Linked DNA regions of Pan troglodytes: region 2 is linked to region 1. A link is a contact called in public Hi-C data. All regions are on one chromosome and are shown on one strand. Each heading gives the region's core, a stretch centred on a gene start, on an enhancer-like site or on the middle of the called end of the contact. The rest is flanking DNA. Distances are from core to core; before and after follow the strand shown.

What was found. Hi-C and Micro-C count contacts between places; a contact is called where the count stands out from the background.
Region 2: a Hi-C map of stem cell-derived neural progenitor cells shows a contact between it and region 1, with 9 times the contacts expected there. The contact joins two enhancer-like sites. A contact is called at or near these places in 5 of 7 Hi-C or Micro-C datasets (induced pluripotent stem cells, a lymphoblastoid cell line, lymphocytes and 1 more), 1 of 1 datasets of contacts at active chromatin or transcription factors (stem cell-derived excitatory neurons) and 1 of 1 other capture datasets (stem cell-derived neural stem cells).

Annotation. Positions count from the first base shown.
Region 1 is chr16:28,826,724-28,830,679 of NHGRI_mPanTro3-v2.0_pri, forward strand. LOC736464 (a long non-coding RNA gene) reads right to left here. Exons shown (of 7, transcript XR_002939604.3): 2 at 734-936; 3 at 1-72. Among named protein-coding and RNA genes, the nearest start is that of MEIS2, 220 kb to the right of the region's middle. Within about 2 kb of position 2,263, at least 4 of the 24 cell types and tissues checked have an H3K27ac peak or open chromatin away from gene starts, as enhancers often do. A contact at or near this core is called in stem cell-derived neural progenitor cells, where this site is marked.
Region 2 is chr16:29,050,027-29,053,982 of NHGRI_mPanTro3-v2.0_pri, forward strand. No RefSeq gene overlaps it. Among named protein-coding and RNA genes, the nearest start is that of MEIS2, 5.3 kb to the left of the region's middle. Within about 2 kb of position 2,220, at least 9 of the 24 cell types and tissues checked have an H3K27ac peak or open chromatin away from gene starts, as enhancers often do. A contact at or near this core is called in stem cell-derived neural progenitor cells, where this site is marked.

The DNA of each region.
Region 1 (3,956 bases), core at 1,013-3,512:
GCAGCCTTTTAACAGTAGCAATTCCAAGACTTTTGAAACAGTTTTCTTTGCTTCTGTTTTCCCTTCTTTGCCCTTAAAGCAAAACAAAAACAAAGACAAAAAAGGAAGAAACATCATTCTTAGTGAAGAGTTTATTTTGTTGCCACAATAAAGGGATGGGGGCAGTTAAGAGCTACTTGAGATGGTAATGCTTAGTGATCCCATTCTTTTACTCATAATCTTCAAGTGGTTTAAGATTAATGGCAAGGGGTGTTTTCCATCTCTTCCTAAGGACCTTCACATTAATTTACTTAGAACATTGACCAGACTGTCAATGTCTCCAAATTTCATTAAGTCAAACAGAGACAATACAATGAGATGATCATATTTCCTTTATATGTGAGAGAAATATTTTTATTTGGATTCAACTGCTATGAGGGACACCCCCTTTCTTGTCTTTATTATTTTGTTGTCTTTGTACAGATATGTAGATAGCTATATATAGATATTTTGTATATATACCCACATACGTATATACATATATATTTGAATAGACTCATATGGTCTGCAGATAACTTCCCTTCCACTTCTGAGCTTAACGGGGACCTTTCAAACAGTCAACCCCAGTTGCAGGCAGTAGATTCTGCTTCCCCAGAACAGGATTTATATTTAAAATCAGTTTGAACCCAATGGACTTCCTCAAAACAGACCCCCCAAAATGATAACAGCTTGGAGTATAAATATTTAACTTTACCTCAGTTGTCACACAATAGCCCCAGCAAATCTTCAAACACAATCAGACTGAGGCATCACTTCACTGGCCTGAAGACCGGGTTGTCTCCCACCTCTGCCTTGCCCTAGGAGCGCTGGTTCTAGGGAGTCACCGGGGTCCCTGTCCCCTCCCTGAGTGTCTCCAAAGATGGGAATGGGGGTTGGAGAAGGGGTGACACAGGGCTTCTGGGAAGAAGCGAAAGAGGAGAATGGATTCTTAAACCAGAAAGTCCTGCTACTCTGGCAAGAAATTAAAGTCCAGAGACACACCTTTCCCTTGCTGTCCTCCCTGCCCGTGTTCCTTCCCCCGCGCCTCATTTCTGAGCACTGTTTTAACAAAATCCCAAAATCCGGTACTTTGGAAAGCAAAACCAAAAACTCCCTCAGAAACAAAAGTCGTTCCGCGGTGTAGATTGACACTCGTTATGTGGGGGTCTGGTTGCGGTCAGAAGACTTATCCGAGTCAGGGCTGCATTGCCAACGCCTTTCCCAAGAGTGGAGGTTGGCGGTGCAGGCGGTGCGGCTGCCAGCCTGAGATTGTTCCGGCTCTCGTTACCTGTGCGCCCTCGCGTTACATGGTGCTCATAAATCCCGCGGCAGATTAACTGGGAAACCAAGAAAATGCCTCTATGCACCGAACCGTTGAAAAAGAACCAAAATTCTCTCAAATAGTAGCAGTCTCACACCTTGCATTGGACGTGAAACACTATAGTAAGATCAAATGTCAAAGACATCGGTTATTTTGGTGCACTTCAGCTACCTTTTCCGTTTCCAGCAAAATTGAGAAGTACGACCCCAAAAAAAGAATAGACACACCCATGGAAAAGACGTGTGTGTGTGTGTGTGTGTGTGTGTGTGTGTGTGTGTATGTAGCTATGGTGACAACTTTTAAACACTTTTTCTGCTTAAAAAAAAAGATTCGGACAGGGTCTGGTATTGCTTTGCGTTGCAGGAAAGGGTCATTCTGGACAAGGAACCGTCTGAATTCCGAAAGCTATCCCTCAAGACTTTTCTAAACAGTGCGAGTTTCCTGGGAGTTTAATTTTGTGAGGATGCAAAATATTGCTTTGTATTGGCCTCTTTCCCCATCAGATATCCATTTTTAAAACGTCTACAGCATCTATTAAAAACATTTCCTTGGACTCGGAATCTGCAGTTCTGCAGGAAAAACAAACTGTAGCGAAAACGCAGAGAATACAGAGATGTAGAAAAAGGAAAGGTGTCCTCTGCCAAGGCTTTTGATAGTTTATTCCCCAGAGGCCAAGCGAAGGTGGGGGGTTCCTTCGCATTTTATTATTATTATTATTATCAGTTATTCATTTAAATGTTCAGTCCTTGACAAGGTATTCCCCTGCCGCGGGATTTTGCTGGAGAATGGACGTGGGGGCTGTGGAAGGAGTCAGTGAAAGGTGGGGTGCGCAGAAAAACAAGATTCGCTTCGCAGGGGGCTGACCCGCAGCGTTCTGCTCTACTTGCCAGCAGGGGGCGCTCTGATGTTAGCTCTGGACTAGACAGCAGAGCCACTCTGTGCTTGCAAGACAGGCTTGGCAGTTTCACGCAGCTGCAAAAGGAAAGGGAGGGGGGATTGTAGCTCCTAAATCCTCAACAGCTATTCCACTTGGGTTATTTACCCTCGGTTCGAAATGCTTCTACGTCTCACTTTACCTACCCATCCGGCTTATAGTGCCTCCCGTTCCCCATCCACCTCTTTCTTTTCATCGGCATCTACGCACCACATGTATAATCTCTCTCTCTCTCGCCTTGAAATATACATTAATGCAACTTATTAAATGCGACGATGAATAGTCAACATTTTTTTCGCCTGTTGGTTCCGCTGATCCAAGCAGGATTTATTTGCAGATCTCACGTCCAGGAGCCATAATGCATGATTTTTTTTTTTCCTTAAATAAAATTGGTCAAATGTTGACAACCTTTGAGCCAATCTAACACTCAAGATTAGTGATGGGAAACTAATGAGAAAATATCAGATCGCCCAGCCTGAGGGCTGCCAATTAAATCTTCGCTGATTGAAAAATAAAAGCGGACTTGGGGTGTGAGCCCAGCTCAACTTCATCTATTAATTTAACATGTTGCCGGGTTTATGCCTTCTCTTCTCTAAACAGCTTCCCGTAATACAGCTTTCTCCTCTTCATCCCTCAACCTAAAAGCCAAGTGTTATTTCTCAGAATATTTCAAGAGGTCCAAATCTGGATGATCATTTCTTACATGGTAAATATTAGGCCTTTAAGCAATATGATTTAACTAATTAGAAAATTTACATCATTAAGTCTCAGGGAGAGAAAAAAAAAGAGAAACAAATCTGCCAGTCATTTTAAAGGAGACAGGCACTATTGAAGTGTGAAGAAATCGGCTCTAATTCAAAAAGGCAATCGGGCAGAAAAAGCCCTCAACATTACCCTGCTAGTTATTAATCAGAAAGGGCTCTCTCCTCCCCACACCGCCTCCCTTCTAAGCACTGAGTTTAAGTTCGTTTTTTTGCCAGTGGCCCATGTCATATTTATATTGAGGTTTTGTCTGCTAAAGGATTAAAATTTGAAAATGTTTCAATAAGAGGAAAACAGAATCCTCAAAGGGAAAAATATCCACAGAATCACCTCTCTTCCAGACAAGTAAACTTGTAATAAACAATTCTCACGCCCCTCTTATTTTTTTTAATTCTTTCGTCTTTCTTCCCATTAAGTTCCTATTTTGAAACCTGCTTGGTGAGAACTAGATAAAGTCTTTGTGTTCTGCTCCCCTCCCCCTCCTTTCTTGCATCTCCTCCCTCCTCCAAAGCGAGAAACTTAGACTGAAAGCAGAAAAGTACAAATACATTAACAAAGCCCCACTCACTTGATAAAAAGGCCATGGTCTAGGCTTACATGTCAGGAATCTAAGGGAAGGGGGCTCCGTTGGTGGGTCTACAGACAGAAGGTGATGAACTAGAAATTTCCCCCACCTATGTGTACTATTCAATATAGTGTGTGGTTAGAGAAAAAGGAAGGCAGGTGGGTGAGAATTATTTTAAACTGTATTGTGGTGTTGTGTGGCTTTTTCTTTCTTCTCCTCTTTTCTATTCAGCTTAAAACAGCAGCCTCATTATATCTAGGTGCCCCTTCCCATCATACTCTTACTTAAGCCCTTGGTACACCACACACATCGCCTTTTCCCAAGTCTTCTCATTCCCAGCAAATTAACAGAAGAAG
Region 2 (3,956 bases), core at 970-3,469, 220 kb after region 1:
TTTTAACAGGCGGTAAAATTTCATCTTGCGGTGTCAAATTGGGGTCATTTTGGGGTTAGAGTTCTCAGTGTCCGAGAGGAGCTGTCCAGCTGCGTGGGGACTCATTAACTGCAAAAGATCTGTTTCAGTAAAAACAATTCAAAGACAATCAGAAGGCTAAAGACCCTCTACAAATCGCATTTTACAAGTGCCCCAGAACAAATATGGATGGTGAAACCTATTTCTTCAGAATCCCAAATCAGCTACTTAGCTCTGGAGTGGGGGTGGGGGTACTGCATAAAAAAGAGGTGAAAAGGAGAGGACCACGCGGGTGGGGACCAGTGGAAGGGGGAATCGGGCCTCTCAAATTTAAGAGTCTGTTTTTAATCACCTCTTTCTTATTGAAGCAGCCCCAAGAGTTCTGAAAACTGCTACTTTTCTATTTTTCCTTTTCTTTTTTTTGAGCCAACATGGAATGCTATTATAGGTAACATTTAAGATTTAAAAGGAATAATTGAATTCCACTATAGTCCCTTAATTTGAAGGGCATTGGCTTTATGGGGAGTGTTTAATTTGAACCAAGCATTTATGAACCCAGATTCTAGGTGAATTTGCCCACACTCCTTAAGGAGCTTGTGTAGCTGTTTCTTTTTCTTTTTCTTGAAAGTTATAGCTTCTTAGCACAGATAACTTCAAATTCCTCAGAACTGCGAAGTCCAAAGTGTTAATCTGTGTATTAAAATCGCCAGGTTTAAATCCTTTTTGTCTTCTTACAACAGTTAGAACAATTGACGCCTTGCTAGAGAAGCAAATAAGTCCAACCTTAATCTTGTCTGTAACTTTATTTAATGTTTTGATTTGGAATATTTTGGATTAAGCAGATCTTTAAAAACTCTGTAAGGTTAATTTTTATTCCGGGAGGGAAGTTCTCTTTACTGGTTTTGAAAAAAGACATGAATTATTACTTTGATTTTCAAAAATTCCTTCAGGTAAAAGGAAAATTCAGGTTTAAAATGAGAAGCTAGATATGTGAAATGCCAGAGATTTTAGGATAAAACCAAGTCAATACTTAAAAGTAAAGTATCATTTGAAAGAAATTTTATTTCTTGCATTACTGAACTGAGCAAGTAAAAGTGATCAAAAATATGTTATTCTCTCTCCATCTCTCTCTCTCTCTCTCTGGACTCCACTTCTGTCACTAGGTCTTCTCTTTCCATCCCCAGCACTTTTCTTTGGGTTCTGAATGACACAGTGATTTTTTTTTTTTTTTTTTGTAGTCTAGTTATTTTCTCCAAGCTTCTCAGAGTATTTCTAAATTGTTATTCAAGGAGTTTGATTTCAGCCCTGCAGAAACTGCCCTGAGCCCAGCATCGCTGGGACAAAGGCAGAAGGGGCTATCTTCTGCTCAAGACCTGCTGGCTGACAGTTGGAATTTTTGATATATATTTTATTTGGCGTTTCCAATAACGTGTTTGTCTCTCCCTCTCCACCCCTTGCAGCCATCTATTACTTTTAAAACATCCCTTCTCCATAAACATCGGCTCATCCTTGTGAACTATTCTTGACCTTCCCAGCAGTGTAACCAGCAGCTCTGAAAGTTGGCCTAGAAATAATTCCACTGGCTTCCTTACCTGTTAACTTTACTCACTCTTCCTAGCTGGGATCAACAGAAGGAAGGGGACTTTTTTGTTTGCTTTTGTTGTTGTTGTTGTTGGTGGTGGTGGTGGTGGTGGTGGTTTTTGGTCCTTTGGTCCTTTTCCCATTTAAGCTTTCTATAATGATTTATTCTCCGCCTCCTCCCATTAATAACGTTTAAGCACCCCACACTTTATTTTTTAAATAAAATGGAGTAAAATTATTATACTTTTTTCCTTTATGCCCCCTTTTCTTTATTTCTCCCAATTTTAGCTGCTTCACCATCTCATAGAAAGGATTTCAATAAATAGCCCTCTAGCGCTATCTGGCGGGGCTCCAAACACGACGTGCGCTTGCTCTCACTGTTTCTTCCTCCTTCCCGCGCTCTCTTCTTTCCTCTCTTTCTTCCTCTCTCCTGCTTTTTCTCTCGTCTCTTCCGCTCGATTGTTTTTCTCTTTTTTTCTGTCCTCCTGCGGCCTCTCGTCTACCCCTACTTCAGCGCAGGCGGCTTGGAAAGCCCCGGCCAGAGGCTAGTAACTCTCGCAACTGGGGGATGCTCTGGCGACGGAGCTCTCTTTTCTGATCCCTCCTCCCCCTTACCCAGCGCGGATCACACACATCCTTTGCCTTTGATTAGCATCTTAAAGTTGCTTAGCGTGCCGCTTAAGTCCCAGCGTCTCAGCTGGCGGTGGTTTGGAGAGGCTTAAAACTGCATTCATGAAGTTTGGAGGAAAGAAATCAGACACTGGAATTCAGGGCTAGGAGCCCAGCTCAGTTTTAGGTCAGAAGGCCGAGTCTCAGTGCGACATTGAGGAAGGGTCGGGGCTTAACGGGGGAGGTGGGGGTGGCGGGGGGGAACAGCACGGCGCGGCGCCTAGCCTGCGAGATGGAGTCGGAGTGGGGGTGCGAGCGGTCCTCCACCGCCTCTGCCCGATCCGTACCTCACAATGGACTGCTCGAGTTTGTATCTAGGCCTGTCCAGGATTGTTTATTCCTTCAATTAATCAGCTTTATCTCTTTTCCCCCTCCCCCCACCTCCACCAAATCTGGAGAGGAGTGGGAAAGAACTGGAAAACTCACAGGGCAAAGAGAGAAAGCCAACAGTCATAGTGCGGGAGGAGGCACGCCTGGGATGCAATACCCAACAGTCTCCTCCCTGCTTTCCTGCAATTTGCAGGTCATTGTCTTTCTTATTTGTAGCTTTTTTTTTTTTTCTTCAGTAGCCGGTAAACAATCAAACGCCGTGTAGGGAGGTCAGAGGGGATGGGGCTGTGGGAGAGATTCTACTCAGGCTAGGTGCTTTAGATTTGGACCTGGCTGTGTCCCTACTTTATTAAAATTCTCATGTGGGCGCGCGCTCTCTTCTCTCTTCTCTCTCTCTCTCTCACACGCACACACGCACATACACACACAGCCCGAGAGAAATTTCCAATCTTTGAGCAAATCTCTTCCATCTAGTCCTTGAAACAGAGGAAAGGACATGGGACCTGAAGGAGAGTTATGATTGAATTTTCTAAAATTTAGTTTTGACATTGCAAAGTAAAAGTGAGGACCATATTCCCAATACAGACCCAGAGGGTGGTTATTTCAGGTGAGGGGACCTCAGCCTGTGACGTCTATGATCAACCAGACAAAGACCCCTTCCTAAATCTGAAGTCCCACCCCCACCCGTGGCAAACATGGAATACAAGGGAGGGGAAGGATGGCACAATAGTGGGTTCTGTTTTCCAAGAACTGCCCCCCACCTCCATTGCAGAAGGAAAAAAAAGCACGGTTCGGGTGTAATTAATTGGGGACTGTTATTAGGTCATCATTAGCCAAGGTACAAATAATAGCAGCACATTTTTACTTAAAATTGACCAGCCCCAGAGTGATAGATCGATTTGGAGTATAAAAAGATGTATCAAAACATCAATGTCGATTATTTGAAATATTGTAGTCGAATTTTTTTTTATTGCTTCATCGGTTAAGTGTCTGAAAATGCAGTGTTCAAACATATATTTATGTTGTCAATACTGTCAGAACTGTCAGTTTTACTATACCGGATTTGTACTATATTTCAAATATGCTCATTTACATAAAATGCCCACCCTAGGATTCTCCCCCTACACCCACCCCATCTCTGGAAAATCCGTGTCAGTTTCTTCAAAGGATTCAGCAATCTTTGCCTAAGCTAAAGTGTGCACTACCTCTTTTACTCAATTTTCCACATCGGATTACATGTCTTTTTCACCATCTCTAACTTTCAAAGAGATCCTTCTTCCTTTCTCCCCAATTCTGCCTACTCTAACCTCTTCTTCAAAATAGTACTGAGGCACTTGGAAAGCTTCGAATTTAAATAT